2 separate regions of the Sus scrofa genome follow, and region 2 is linked to region 1. A link is a contact called in public Hi-C data. All regions are on one chromosome and are shown on one strand. The core of a region is the stretch at or near the end of the contact, and the rest is flanking DNA. Distances in the headings are between cores, read along the strand shown.

Evidence for each region. A called contact is a pair of places that touch in the nucleus more often than the background predicts.
Region 2: a Hi-C map of liver shows a contact between it and region 1, with 1.5 times the contacts expected there. The contact joins the promoter of NT5C2 here to the enhancer-like site in region 1. A contact is called at or near these places in 8 of 47 Hi-C or Micro-C datasets (heart right ventricle, liver, retroperitoneal adipose tissue and 1 more) and 2 of 2 datasets of contacts at active chromatin or transcription factors (alveolar macrophages and skeletal muscle).

The regions. Positions count from the first base shown.
Region 1 is chr14:114,124,976-114,128,822 of Sscrofa11.1, reverse strand. The region is part of intron 2 of NT5C2 (cytosolic purine 5'-nucleotidase); the gene reads left to right. All of the region lies in intron 11 of PCGF6 (polycomb group RING finger protein 6), which reads left to right. Among named protein-coding and RNA genes, the nearest start is that of NT5C2, 41 kb to the left of the region's middle. Within about 2 kb of position 1,617, at least 26 of the 83 cell types and tissues checked have an H3K27ac peak or open chromatin away from gene starts, as enhancers often do. A contact at or near this core is called in liver and skeletal muscle, where this site is marked.
Region 2 is chr14:114,164,592-114,168,866 of Sscrofa11.1, reverse strand. NT5C2 (cytosolic purine 5'-nucleotidase) reads left to right here and starts at 1,407. Exons shown (of 18, transcript XM_001929278.6): 1 at 1,407-1,506. The region is part of intron 10 of PCGF6 (polycomb group RING finger protein 6); the gene reads left to right.

The DNA of each region.
Region 1 (3,847 bases), core at 368-2,867:
TCTTCTTAGTCTGATTAACACCTTGTAATCATTTTAGTGGTGTGGTTAGGAGCCAGGGCCTTGGGTTAGCATTTTGGATTATTCCGTTTAATTTCTTTAGAATCACAGTATTTCACTGCCATAAACTTTGTTTCATTATCTATTAAAATTGTCATAATTTCTACCTCTTAGAGTTATTTGAGTATTAAATAAGATAATACATATATAAAGTGAGTAGCATAGCATCAGTTTAACAATAGCAACAACTCGAGCATCCTGCCTTTCAGTAGGAGAATATAGATGCACCCTTCTGTTGTGCATGTCTCTAAAACTACAGTTACACACCACTTTTTAACTGTTTGTGCGTGGGCCTCTTCCATTAGACTTTGAACTCCGAAAAAACAAGGATGTCATGTTTGTTTTTGTATTACTGATAGGCACTGGCACGTAGAGATTTAATAAATACTTCTTGAATATATGAACTGAGTTTGAAATAGCTAATCATCTTTAGACAGCGCATTCTCTTTTGCACAGAAAGCCCATATAAGTGTGTATACCCTCTGTTCAAGGGAGATTTTTGTTTTCCTTTCTCTTTACAAGTAGTAAAGTCTTAAAATAGTAATTGCATTTATTTCCACCACACTAAGCTGTGATGCCACGAGCTGGAAATCCAGGGAAGCCATGGGAAGTTGGCACTCTCAAGGATTAGATCATTTTTCCACATTCAGCTTGTATTCTTGTGTTTATGGAATTTGATTTGAGGAGAGTGAAAGACCTTCATATCCACATATATTTTGAGAATTGGATTTTAAAAATGTATTTTTCGAGAGAGATTTTGGTGAGGTAATGCTTAGCAATTGTTTTCCCTGTACCCCAACCCCTCCAAGTTATAATAGTTCTTTGAGTACTTACAAATGGTAGACCTCAACCCTACCAGATGTTATCTGTCTTCCATAGATAAAAAAATCTCAGGCTTAGGTTAATTAGCTTATTCAGCCAGAAAGCAGAGAAGCAGAATTTAAACATAGTTGTTCTGGTACTCATTCTCTTGCCATTACACCATACTGTTTTTTTCTAAATAAACTGAAAATAATTTAGTTTGAATTTATAGTATTTAGTAGCGCTTTTAGGTACATGGTGACTATTTAAACATTGTAGTTAACAGAAACCTTTATGGTAAGATATGTAGATAGTATTTAAAGTTTTTTAGATTAAATTTTAATTCAGGTAGTATTTCTTTAAAGTATATATATTTTATTTGTGAATAACCACTAGGAAGATTTATTTGCCATCTCAGTGTTCTTAGAGTTTAGCACACTTGTTTATTTCTCCCCCTGTTGCATAATCTCTATGCATTATATTGGTCAGGAGGCAGGAATGTTGCAGATGTTTTTCTTTCAAACTTCAGCTTGCTCTGAGATTTGGAATTAACCTTTAGAATGTTCTGGGTTTATCCCCCATATGCCAGAGATCAGTAAATTTCTTTTCACATGAGCTAAAATTTTCAGGCGATTGAGTAAATTATTTGAACACAGATGTTTTCCTTAAAAGCAGTTAATGATCAGAAAAAAGACCACAGTGTGGAAATACTTTAGGTTCCTCCCGTAATATGATCGGCACATAAACACTTTCTTCTCTTGTACTTCACATTGTTCATTTTCTAAGGGAGGAAATAACTAAACTGATAATTAAAACAAAGTATTATGTATCCTGTTGATTTTTTTTTTTTTTTTTCTCTCCCAGAGTAAACTAAATGATTTGGACTAACTAGGGCTGCTCCCTTCTGTGAAACTCACATTGTTTGCGTACTGTTGGCGGGCCTCATTAGGGGGTAAATTTGCTTTTTCTGTGTGTTTGCCAGTAACGATTCCTGTCTCTTACAGGAACTTGCCATTTGGATTGTCTCCTTCCTAAACTGGCCAGTCCTAGACAGTTCAGACCATTAGTTATTTTTCCTGCTCTCCAGTTTTTTCCTATTATTCTTAGGTTTTCAAGTATTTTAAAGCTGAGGATATTGGTATCTGAGATATTGCCTGGTTAGGGTTCGGCATTGTGCCCGAATTTGTTGGGCCTCTCAGGGCCTGAGTTCTCTGCTTTAACAAATGAGCTACAGTTCTCAAGAGATCAGTGAAGCTTGTTTGTTGATCCTGTATTCTCTTCCAGAGGAAGTAGATCTTTGAGAATGTCTAAGGAAGGGTAAGTGAGTTTATTATTCTTTCCCCCTCATTTTTCTTAGCAAAGAGATGTTCTAGTTATCTGAGTGAATTGGAAGATTAATAAGCAGTGCTACCAGTCTGAGAGTGGAGAGAGAGGGAGAGATTGAAAGAAATTCAGCCGAAAGCTTACATTGTTGGTGTTTCACATGTAATCTGCTGTAAAGTTACTGTTGCTATTTTGAAAGACTGCACTGAGAATGGATAATCTTAATAGAAATTTAGTGAGATATAAGCACTGTGTTTACCCTGTAGTAAATTTATTTTGTTTTTCAGTAGAAAGTGTTTATGAAGATTAGAAGCAAACAGTGATGTCTTACCAAAGAATTTTACATAGAAATGACTGAAGTTTAAAAATTCAAGTGCATTTAAAAATTTGCACCTTTAGAAAATGGTGTGAAAGATGGAAAAGCAGTCTTAGGATATTATTTCTTTCTGGGCAGTGTAGACAAAACATAATTTCAAGTGGAATCCCGTATTCATCTTTATTTTGCAATATAAAATAGTTCTATGCTAGCTTTTTTATTGTCTTTATATTATTTTGTCTTATGTTTCAGAGTCTGAATTATTACTGATATTCTTTTTGTGACCACTATAATAAGTGACATGTAAGTTAATAGCTGCATACTGTAAATTATCTCGTTTCTAGCCTTTAAGCATAACTAGACCTGGTTAACTTGAGAGAAACATTCCTTTTGATCAAATAAGACATAGGGCTCTCAAAAATAAGTCTTTAAAAATACAGTACATCTTAAATTTTTATTTTCTCAAAGCTCTTAATTCATTTTCTAGTTATTTTTTCTAATAGAAATTTTGAAGTCGCTTCAGAGCCTTGTGTTTATAATTTATTTTAATCTAATCATGTATTGATTATGAGCAAAATAAAATTGGCCCATTTTACTGCTATTTTAAAGCCTCATTATCGAATAAAGAGAAGAGCCATGGGTATAAATAATTCTGTGTTATTTTTAGACCTCTCATGGCATCACTAGAATTTTGAGGTTCTTTAAGTGTGAAAATATGAGAGAATTGCCTCTTCAGGTTTGTATGTTTTCTTTCCTTCCAGCACTGGCTACAAATTTGCAGCTTTTGTTAAATAATTTTTATGATAAATATTATCAGGGATGCTGGTAATATTAGGTTTATTCAAGTGGTTGTTTGTAAAGCTGGTTTGTAGATTTATTTTGTTTTTCAGTAGAAAGTGTTTATGAAGATTCTAGACGCAAAATTCTTGGGAAGTAATTAGTACTACTTTTTCCCCTATGGTAAAGCATATGTTACAACTGGTTAGAAAGAAATCTGTGTAAGTGAGAGAACACTGTAAAGCCTGAAATATTCTTTTAGATTTATTTCTAGGGGCCCCTGGGGAAATTGTTGTGCTATCTGAATGGGTAATGAACAAGTACACTTGAAATACATGGATCATATAAATGAAGTCAATTAATTACCTTTTATTCTCCTTTGCTGTCTTTAGAAATAAGTGGATAAGTTTTCTACTTTGGGATGAAAACAATTCTTATATACACAATTTTTGTGATATTTTGATTTCTATGAGATATTTCCCTAATAGTAATAAGAAAGGACTGTTATTAGAATTAAATCAACAAAAATTGTACTGGAACCTTGTAAACCTGTGGTAAAAGAGACAGTGTGGT
Region 2 (4,275 bases), core at 158-2,657, 40 kb before region 1:
AAAAAAAAAAAAAGTAGAAAATTTGGGAAATTTATGAAAAAGTATGAAGAAGAAACCACTCCAAAGTCTTATCACTTAGAGTAAACCACTATGAACATAGTACTTATTTCCTTCTAAGTACTTAGAAACCCCTATGAACGTAAGTACTTATTTCCTTCCTTATTTCCTTCTATCTATCTATCTACCTACCTACCTATCTTTGCTTAGTGACATGATCTTTAGACACAAACTCTGGCCTTTTTCCATGCACGCTGGTTTAGTGTTAGACTACCTTCCAATCCTACTTCATCTCCCCACATATCCTGAAAAATCTAGTAGGTGAGAAGCCCAAAGTCCATCCTCAGCTGACTTGAACTGCAGTTGGCTCAAAAACTCAAGAGAGGGTAAAAATGCTCCAGCAGAGCACTTAAAAAAAAAAGTCTTGGAGGGATTTCTGGTAGTTCTCGGCTGAGTGGTAATGAACCCGTCTAGGATGCACGAGGCGGGTTTGATCTCTGGCCTCGCTCAGTGGGTTAAGGATCCAGTGTTGCCATGAGCTGTGTATGTAGGTCAAAGACATGGCTCTGATCCCGTGTTGCTGAGGCTGTGGTATAAGCCGGTAGTGCAGGTGCCAGAACTTTATTGCATGAATGCAAGGAGGAAGGAGGACGCTAGATCCTGCTTTGCTCTGATGGAACCGCAGACAGTCTTGGACAACAAACTCTAAAGGAGCCACAGTCAAACTGACTAGGTGCATGAGAAGAATGAGGACAAAGACCCTCAAAACCAGGGCATAGGAGGAACAATGGAAGGAACAGGAGATACTGGTCTTGAATAAGAAAAGACCTTAGGCAGAAGTGTTTAAGTACCTTAAAAGTAGAAGATGTTAGAGAAATTAGACCTGTTCTCTGAGGTTCCAAGGGTAGGACTTGGCCAGAGAGTGAAAGTTCAGAACTGGGTATGATGAGGTCAGGTAGCTCGCCCAAAGGTGACACAGTTTGTAAGTTGTGGAACTGGGATTCGAACCCTGGTGAACTCTAAAGCAGGTACTTTTAGTTATCTTTGGAATTCAAGCGTTGTTTGGGAGTCTGGACCGGATAGTTTTTGAAGTCTCTGGACTGGAAGTTTCTATGGCTGTGAAGACAGATGCTCCCACCCTCGAAGAAAAAGCGTCGGAGTAAGCAAGGTAGTCAGGGCCCGGCAGAAAGACTAGGCATGGAGACCTAAAGGATAAGGAAGGGTTGTTAACGTGCGTCAACCCACAGCTCGGCAGCAGGCAGTGTTGTCTGAAGATTCCCAGACTCGCGAGTCGCGGGCCTGTTTAGTGGCTTCTATATCGCTGCGCAGCCAGGGAGCGTCGCGGCAACGGTGTTCTGCGGCTGCGCGGGGGAACGGAACAGCGCGCCGGTCCCTGGCCGGGCGCGAGCAGGGGGCGGGGACCGGGCCGGGGCGGCGGGGGCGGGGAGGGCGCGCGCCCAGGCGGCTGCGGCAGTTGCGCGCTGGGATTGCTGCCGTGCGGCGGGGCCGGTGAGTGCGGTGGGACCCGCGGGCGGGCGGGGAAAGAGCGGGCGGGCGAGGGAGGGTGCGCGGCAGAGCGCGCGACCTGGGTCAGGGGTCCCCGCCTGCCGCCGCCCGGGCCCCACCCGTTCGCTGCGCCCCTCAAGCCCCTCTTGGTCCGAGCGCCCGCCTGCGAGCCCGCGGACCTCGCACCGGCGCCTCCTCACACACCCAGCCCCAAGTCACCCCCGCCTCTGAGCAGCCCTTTCCTCCGCGCCGCAGCGACGCCCCCAGCCCCACGTCACGGTCGCGCCATTGTTTCCCGGCCTTGGGCTCGCGGGGACCCGCCTTTCCTTGGAGCGCGGCCCTTCGTCTCTGCAGCCAGCCCTGCCGCGTTCCGGCCCGTTTCCCCGCTTTTCCCTCACACTGGTGGCAGCCCCCATCCCGCCGCAGGCGGACACCCCTTTACTCAGATCTGCTTATTTTTTCGGGCCGACGGCGGGCTTCCTCTCCCGAAGCCTGCTTGTCTGCTCTCTTAACCGGCCTCCCCACCCCTTGCGCGATCCCGGTCGACCGCGAGGAACTAGCCGGCTTCCGAGTTAGTACGCAGGGTTGAGAACGTTGTAGCAAGAACCACAAGAAATTGCCAACTGATTGCCCACATGCCAGTTTTGTCGTTTGCAGCACTTCCTGGAAAGCGCACATCGAATTGCAAGCCTCCACAAAAACCGTGCTTGTTATTTTCCAGTTGCTCCCAAGTCAGGGGCCAGCTGTCCGGTGGCAGTCAATGCGTTGCCATTTCCTGGGGACCCCCGAAGCTCTCGAGAGAGCGGGCCGAGAGTGAGATGCAAATCTGAGGCCTAACCACTAGTTGTAAGCGTGACGTTTGGGAGTTTTGACTCCGGTAGGCCTCAGCTGTTCAAGGCTGTAGGTAGAGCTGGGTGTCAGATGTAGTGGTTTCCCTTGCTCTCGGCTTTGGGCCGTTGTTTTGAGGATGCATTCTAAGTGCAGTGCTCTGCAATGACTAGTCACCAACCATTTATAAGGTTGTGTGTGCGCGAGTGTGCATGTCCAGGTGCAGACTGGTTCCTCTTGATTGAACTTGTTTCATAATGTCTCTACAACTCTTTTGCCTCTTAAGGCAGCGGATGCAAACTCTGCTACCTGTAATGTGAAACAGTGCCATTCACCGTGAAAACTTAATATTATTGAGGTCTTTTTCTATATTTACCTGGACACTTTTCAGTAGTGATTAGAATTTACCAAGATGAAAACATCCGGGCCTGAAGAGGTTAAGTTCAAGAAGACACAGCTAGTAATTAAAAGCAGAACTCCACATGCTGGGCTGATGCTAGCACACAGACCTTATTTTTGAAATGCATTTCTGTGGCAATATCAGCAGCTACATTTCGGTAGTATGGGTTGCTGCATTATTCTTATCAACCCAGTATTTAGATTTTAGAGTTTAGTGACCAACTAATCTGTAAAACGAGAGGGCGGAAGGAGATGCTCAGCAAGGGTCCATTCAGTTCCAAGATTTGATTCCATTGTATGAAAATTTGCCATCAGCTAAAGGTTTCCAAAAGTTTATGATTGTAGGAATATGTATATAGATATTTACTTCAGGTATCGGCAAAGCCTTACTAGTGAAATCAGGTGTATCTTCCTAAAGAAAGGCAAATTACAGTGGAATGTTAGGAGGAATGTTCATTCACCTGTCTCTAGGCTATTGCTACTGTTTAGTGGGGAAAGAAAGCACACAAAATGTGTTTTTTTGAAAAAAGGATATGTTTTTATTGCTTGCCTCTCTTATCAAAAAGCTTAAATTCGGAGTTTCCGTCGTGGCGCAGTGGTTAACGAATCCGACTAGGAACCATGAGGTTGAGGGTTCGGTCCCTGCCCTTGCTCAGTGGGTTAATGATCTGGTGTTGACGTGAGCTGTGGTGTAGGTTGCAGACGCGGCTCAGATCCCGAGTTGCTGTGGCTCTGGTGTAGGCCGGAGACTACAGCTCCGATTAGACCCCTAGCCTGGGAACCACCATATGCCGTGGGAGCGGCCCAAGAGATACCAAAAAAAAAAAAAAAAAGAAATTAAGCAGAAACAAAGGAAAATAAATAAATATTAAAAAAAAAGAAAAAGCTTAAATTAAATTCAGTAGTTAAAAAAACTTTATCAGGAGTTCCCGTCGTGGCGCAGTGGTTAACGAATCCGACTAGGAACCATGAGGTTGCGGGTTCCATCCCTGACCTTGCTCAGTGGGTTAACGATCCGGCGTTGCCGTGAGCTGTGGTGTAGGTTGCAGACGCGGCTCGGATCCTGAGTTGCTGTGGCTCTGGCGTAGGCCGGTGGCTACAGCTCTGATTCAACCCCTAGTCTGGGAACCTCCATATGCCGCGGGAGCGGCCCAAGAAATAGCAACAACAACAACAACAAAAGACAGAAAGACAAAAAGAAAAAAAAAAAAAACTTTATCATGTTATTTATGATAAATACCTAATCTTTATAGTTCTTAAGTAAATGCACTAATTTTTATGTAGTTATAATTGTTGTGTACATATTTTAAAGTTTGCACTTCCCCCCATTCCTGGGATGTCTGTGTATTTAGAGAATTCAGCGACTTCGCGTTTATGGAGGCTCTGTAACATGCTTTTATGCCCATTAGTCAACAATCCCTGGCATACAGGCTGTCAGTAAATTTTTGTTGAATGAATGCAATATTTTGAGCTGCTTAGACAACATCTCAGAACACAAAATGTTAAATATCACAGGACATATGTTAAATGACATGTGAGCAGTAA